Regions from separate parts of the Podarcis muralis genome. Here region 2 is linked to region 1. The links are chromatin contacts, called in public Hi-C maps. All regions are on one chromosome and are shown on one strand. The core of a region is the stretch at or near the end of the contact, and the rest is flanking DNA. Distances in the headings are between cores, read along the strand shown.

Region 1 (2,700 bases), core at 80-2,579:
ACGCCAGGCACTCCTGTCTTCCACTGCCTCCTGTAGTTTGGTCAAACTCATGCTTGCTGGTAGCTTCGAGAACACTATCCAACCATCTCGTCCTCTGTCGTCCCCTTCTCCTTGTGCCCTCCGTCTTTCCCAACATCAGGGTCTTTTCCAGGGAGTCTTCTCTTCTCATGAGGTGGCCAAAGTCTTGGAGCCTCAGCTTCAGGATCTGTCCTTCCAGTGAGCACTCAGGGCTGATTTCCTTCAGAATGGATAGGTTTGATCTTCTCCTCCAGCACCATAATTCAAAAGCATCAATTCTTCAGCGATCAGCCTTCTTTATGGTCCAGCTCTCACTTCCATACATCACTACTGGGAAAACCATAGCTTTAACTATACGGGCCTTTGTTGGCAAGGTGATGTCTCTGCTATAATATCTTTTAATAAAATAAATAAACACGGACTGTATTTATATAATCTGCGGCACTAAATGTTACTATTCAGTGAATAAATCAGAATTGGATTATTATTATTTTTAAATACATTGCAGAAACATTTCAGTCAGATTTCAGGACTTCTCAAATGTAATTACTTTGCAAGCCAAGGCCAGTGTTTTTGCATTAACTTGATCGTGTGTATATCACTGAAGATTGCAAGGATATGCAACGCCACAGTCTGCTTAGCTGAAGCCAGCTAATTAGGTGGAAATCAGCATTAATTTTTAATAAATAATACTGCAAGGATGGTTAGCAATATCTGGCAGTTCGCTAAGAAACGGGAGGGGTGGAGTGAAGAGGGGAAATCTTCTTCCATCAGCAACAACACCAAATGCTGTTTACGCAGAGCTCCACCAGGGGGAGGCCCACTGAAAGGAATCTGTTTTCCTTGTCCGATCTGAACAAACTTCTGCAAACTTCCCCATCTTCTCAGATTGCTTCAGGGGTACGTATTTCCGTTGTTCTGACGCTTGGCCTGAGATCGGGCTCGAAGAGGGGGGGAAAGCGCCTCCTCCTCCTCCCCACACCCCGGATCACCATGACCGAGGGAACACGATGCAGTGGCGCAGCACTGTAGTTACTGCACGAAGTTGGAATTTTACAGCTTGGCATCTGCCGGACTTCCTCCGGATCGGATTCCCGAAACCTCCTGCGGGAGCTGAAGGCGTTTGAGAGCGGGACCCAGTAGAGAGCAGTAGCTGGTTGGCGCTGCGTCTTCCTAGACGAGAGACGTTTCTGGTCGTGCCGGAACCCCATTGCGCAGCAGCAGCAGCAGACTTTTCTCCAGGAGCCGCTTAGCTGATTCACACCGCTCACAGCCTCCTTCGATTAGCAGCAGCAGCAGCAGCATCCCTCCGGCCATCGGAGGAGGAGGAGGAGAGGGCGGGGACTGGGCGGCTGTCCTGCTGCTGCTGGCGAGTGTTACCAACAGGCCAGCTGCAGCAGCAGGCGCCAGGATCTCTCAACAATGCAGCGCAGGCAGCCCTCGGATCTCGGAGCAGCAGCCGGGGAAGGCGCCCGCTGCTTCTGATCCTCACGACGGAGCGCGATCCAACTCGAACCTCGTCGAGAGGAGCTGGAAGTTGGCAGAGGATCCGGAGAAGGGGCGCGCGCGCGCACGGTTGGGTGGGCGCCTCCCTCCGTTTCTCCCCAAGGCTGATCTTGCTCTCCTCCCCTTGCTGTCACTCGGGATATTTGGGCAAGAGGCGAGCCCGCGAGAAGGAGTGATGGAGGCCGCCGCCGCCGCCGCCAGGGACATCGGGTTGCGATGATGGGAGAGCGACGGAGGCCGAGGCCGAGCTCGGCTGCAAGGGAGACGGCGAGAAGGGGCAGCGGGACGGGGGCAGCGCACCAAGCCTTGTAGGAGGAGAAGAAGAGCCCGGGAGGAGCGCCTGTGCGCGCCAGCCCTTCGCCCTGAGGAGCAGCGCCCAGAAAGCGCCTCTTCCTCCGACCCAGCCTGGAAGGGCGAGAGGCGGGAGCCTTGAAGGGAACAGGTGCCGCCCGCCGCGCCGCCGCGAGAAGGGAGCCCCGCAGAGGACGACGGCGAGGGAGCAGCGCGTGGCTGCCTGGAATTATTCTTCTTCTTGTTACCACCCGCCTGCTTGGAGAGGGGTCAGAAAATAGGTCTCCCAGTCCCCGCCCTCTGGTCCTTCTGACAGCCCGCCCCCCCCCCCCCCCGCGGCGGGCTGGGCTTTGGGCTTGCCGCCGGCCCGCTTCTTCTTGCTCCTCCTCAGCTGCCATGTGTTGTGGCTGCCGCCTGTCGCGCGGCCTCCGCTGCTGGTCTCCATGCTCCTAGGGGCGTCCTGGCTGTGCTCCTCCAAGGCCGCCGCCGCCGCCGCCGCCGAGAAGCGGGCTGCCGAGGAGAGGCGGAGGCGGCGCGCTGCTGGAGGAGGAGGTGGTGGCGGGGGTGGTGGCGGCGGCAGTAACGGCGAGGGGCCCCCAGCCGCCGCCGCCGCCGCCTGCGGAGGGGCCATGGACGAGTCTTCGTTGCTGGACTTGCTGGAGTGCTCCGTCTGCCTGGAGCGCCTGGACACGACGGCCAAGGTGCTCCCGTGCCAGCACACTTTCTGCCGCCGCTGCCTCGAGAGCATCGTCAGCTCCCGCCACGAGCTGCGCTGCCCCGAGTGCCGCATCCTGGTGGGCTGCGGGGTCGACGAGCTGCCCGCCAATATCCTGCTCGTCCGCTTGCTCGACGGCATCCGGCAGAGACCTAGAGCCGCCGCCGGCA
Region 2 (2,700 bases), core at 57-2,556, 340 kb after region 1:
TATCTGTTCCTTTGAGTGTGGATGAGTTCAATACCTAGGTTATCTGCTTTAGGAGTATCTGTTATATTGAAATGTTCTTGTCAATGAGTATTGGTTTTGTGGTTTTAACATACCTATTTTGCAAAGCTTTTGGCACTTAGCTCTGAAGGATATTAGTAAGAGGATATATTAACCATATTGAATCCTCCACAAATCCATGTGTGTAGGTTAACACAAAGAAAGATGGTGTGTGCCTGTTTTTAATATGTGGGGCTTGCGCATAAAGTAGCAGAATTTACATTCCATCATTAGGCAGATTTTGTGAAGTATAGGAATAGGTTTTTAAACTTTTTTAAAAAACAAACAAAAAATATTTATTATATTCCAGTGCCTTAGGGCAGCTGGCTCCCTTTCCCCCTTCTTCAATGAAACAAACCACAGACTACAAAATAAGTTTTAAAATTTTTACTTACAGAGACTTGCATATTCCTTAGTAACAACAATAAAATCCAGGAAATTTTTCTTAAAGGTTGTGTTACCAATCTATTAATGATTTTAATTACTATTACTATTTTATTATCTTTGTGTTGTGTTTTAATATGGTTGTTATATATTCCTGCCTATAATAAATAAATGACTAATAAACTGAAGTTAACTCAATACTGTATAAAATAGAAGTTTTTAATAGGCAGCAGCTACTACATACTAGATGTAGGTTGCCTGCTTGGGTGGGGGCTAAAAGTCACAGCTTGGCCATCAGAAGCTAGCCAGTGAACGAGATGAAAATCTGAGTTTTTGCAGCTTGTTGTTCTAAGGCTGTGTATTTTGGGGATGGGGACAGCAACAACTGATGTTCCTTTAACAAAATTCATTGTGTGAATTAGTTAATGATTGCTTGTTTGATTTTGTATGCTCGGTTTTGAAGCCTAGAAAAAAACAGATATGTTTTTGGTTTTTTTAAAGGAAATAAAAATAAGAAAGTGCTGTGTTCTTCCGAGGTAACTGACCCTCTGGCATCTGTAATACTACTCCTGGAAAGTGGTGAGTGCAAACATGCTTATGAAACCAGTGGGACTTGAAAAAAACAATGCATGCATAGAATTAGGCTGTGTTTTTGTTTGTTTTTAATATTATCCTCCTGGTGATATAAATATTGAACACCTGAGTCCTCCTTGGGTAAAGAACCTGAGTTCAGGAATGCAAACACTAGCCGTGTATTTATAGAGCACGTGGAGTGGGCTGAAGTCAAGTCCTTCTTGTATAGAGTCCATAGAAACAACCTTGGGAGCCTGTGATCTCTATTGCAAGCTGAAAGCAAGTAGTCAGTGTCAAAATGACTTCCCTGCTGCAGGAGAAACTCTATGAAGCTCACACTCAGGCACCTCCTCCCAGTAAAGACTTCCATCACTTGACCATCACAAAAAAGGAGGTAAAAAATAGATAGATTTCTTGCTCTCCCTGGTTGGAACGCGTTTTACTGAAGAAAGCCCGAGAGAGGTGAGAAATCTGCATTTGTTGGATAGCTGATAAAGGCACAGGGTCTCTGCCAGGAAGAGAAAGGTGGGCAACCCCAAGCATGGCTGTTCAGGCAGATCTGCCAGGGGAAAGCAAACAAATGGTGGTAATCCTATCATTGTTTGCTTTTCTTTTTGTAAGAAATGCAATTAATTAATTTCTGCACAGATCTAGGTCATTACAGTACAAAGTCCTGCATTTTCTGCTTTATATCTGGACTGACTAGGCTTTTGACAAAATAAAATAGGACATAATAATGTCCAACCTGACTCATTATTTTAAACCTGAATGCTTTAGGTTATCTGGCAGTCCTGGAGGATTACATTTCGACCAGATCGAGAAAGGATTTGCCCAAGAGAAGTGAAGAAACCCCATAAAGATTTTCTCTTGGATGAACCATTACACAGCAAGTATTGAGTGGGCAAAGAAATAATAGAATTTTGATTACCCACCCCTCCAAAAAAAAGGTTGTTGTGCTGTGTCTAATGGCCATATTCCTGCTTTTACAACCTAATCATGTGCACATTGACTCTGAAATAAGCCCCAGTGAATTCACTGGGACTGTCTTATAACAGACTGATCCTATGTATGTTTACTTGGAAGTACATTGCATTGTTGAAGACGATTTACTCTCAAGAAAGGGTGCATAGGATCACACAACCTTGGGATGAATATTTGGGCTGCAATCCTAGGCATACTTCCATGGGATGAAGTGCCATGAAACTCAATTTGGTATTACATCTGAGTAAACTTGCTCAGGATTGGATTTCAGGTCTTAAATTTCTTTTGACTTTTCTTATTAATAAACTTTGGCCGTGCAGGTGGAACATTCGTAAAGTGAAACACTGAATTCCATCCACTTACTGGGAGTAAGACCCATTGAATTCAATAGGACTTATTTCTGGGTAGACACAGTTAGGATTGCAGCCTTGGTTGTTTGTGAATAGTCAGAGTTACCTAAATGCTCCAAGTGCACTAGAAACATAAAGGACGCCTGTACGGTTAAATCCAGATAAACTTGACTATAGGGTGCGGCGCTCATCTTGCTTCAGACCGAGGGAGTCGTTTTTTGTCCACAGACAGCTTTCTGGGTTATGTGGCTCTCATGACTAAACCACTTCTGGTGCAACAGGACACCATGACAGAAGTCAGAGTGCATGGAAATGCCGTTTACCTTCCTACTGCAGTGGTACCAATTTATCTACT

The links. A called contact is a pair of places that touch in the nucleus more often than the background predicts.
Region 2: a contact with region 1 is called in a Hi-C map of blood, with 7 times the contacts expected there. The contact joins the promoter of LOC114596491 here to the promoter of SH3RF3 in region 1. A contact is called at or near these places in 2 of 3 Hi-C or Micro-C datasets (blood and tail).

Annotation. Positions count from the first base shown.
Region 1 is chr4:78,587,304-78,590,003 of rPodMur119.hap1.1, forward strand. It overlaps SH3RF3 (SH3 domain containing ring finger 3), which reads left to right and starts at 1,330. Exons shown (of 9, transcript XM_077927639.1): 1 at 1,330-2,700. The coding sequence starts at 2,259.
Region 2 is chr4:78,927,619-78,930,318 of rPodMur119.hap1.1, forward strand. LOC114596491 (F-box only protein 36-like) reads left to right here and starts at 1,307. Exons shown (of 4, transcript XM_077927646.1): 1 at 1,307-1,408; 2 at 1,792-1,900. The coding sequence starts at 1,313.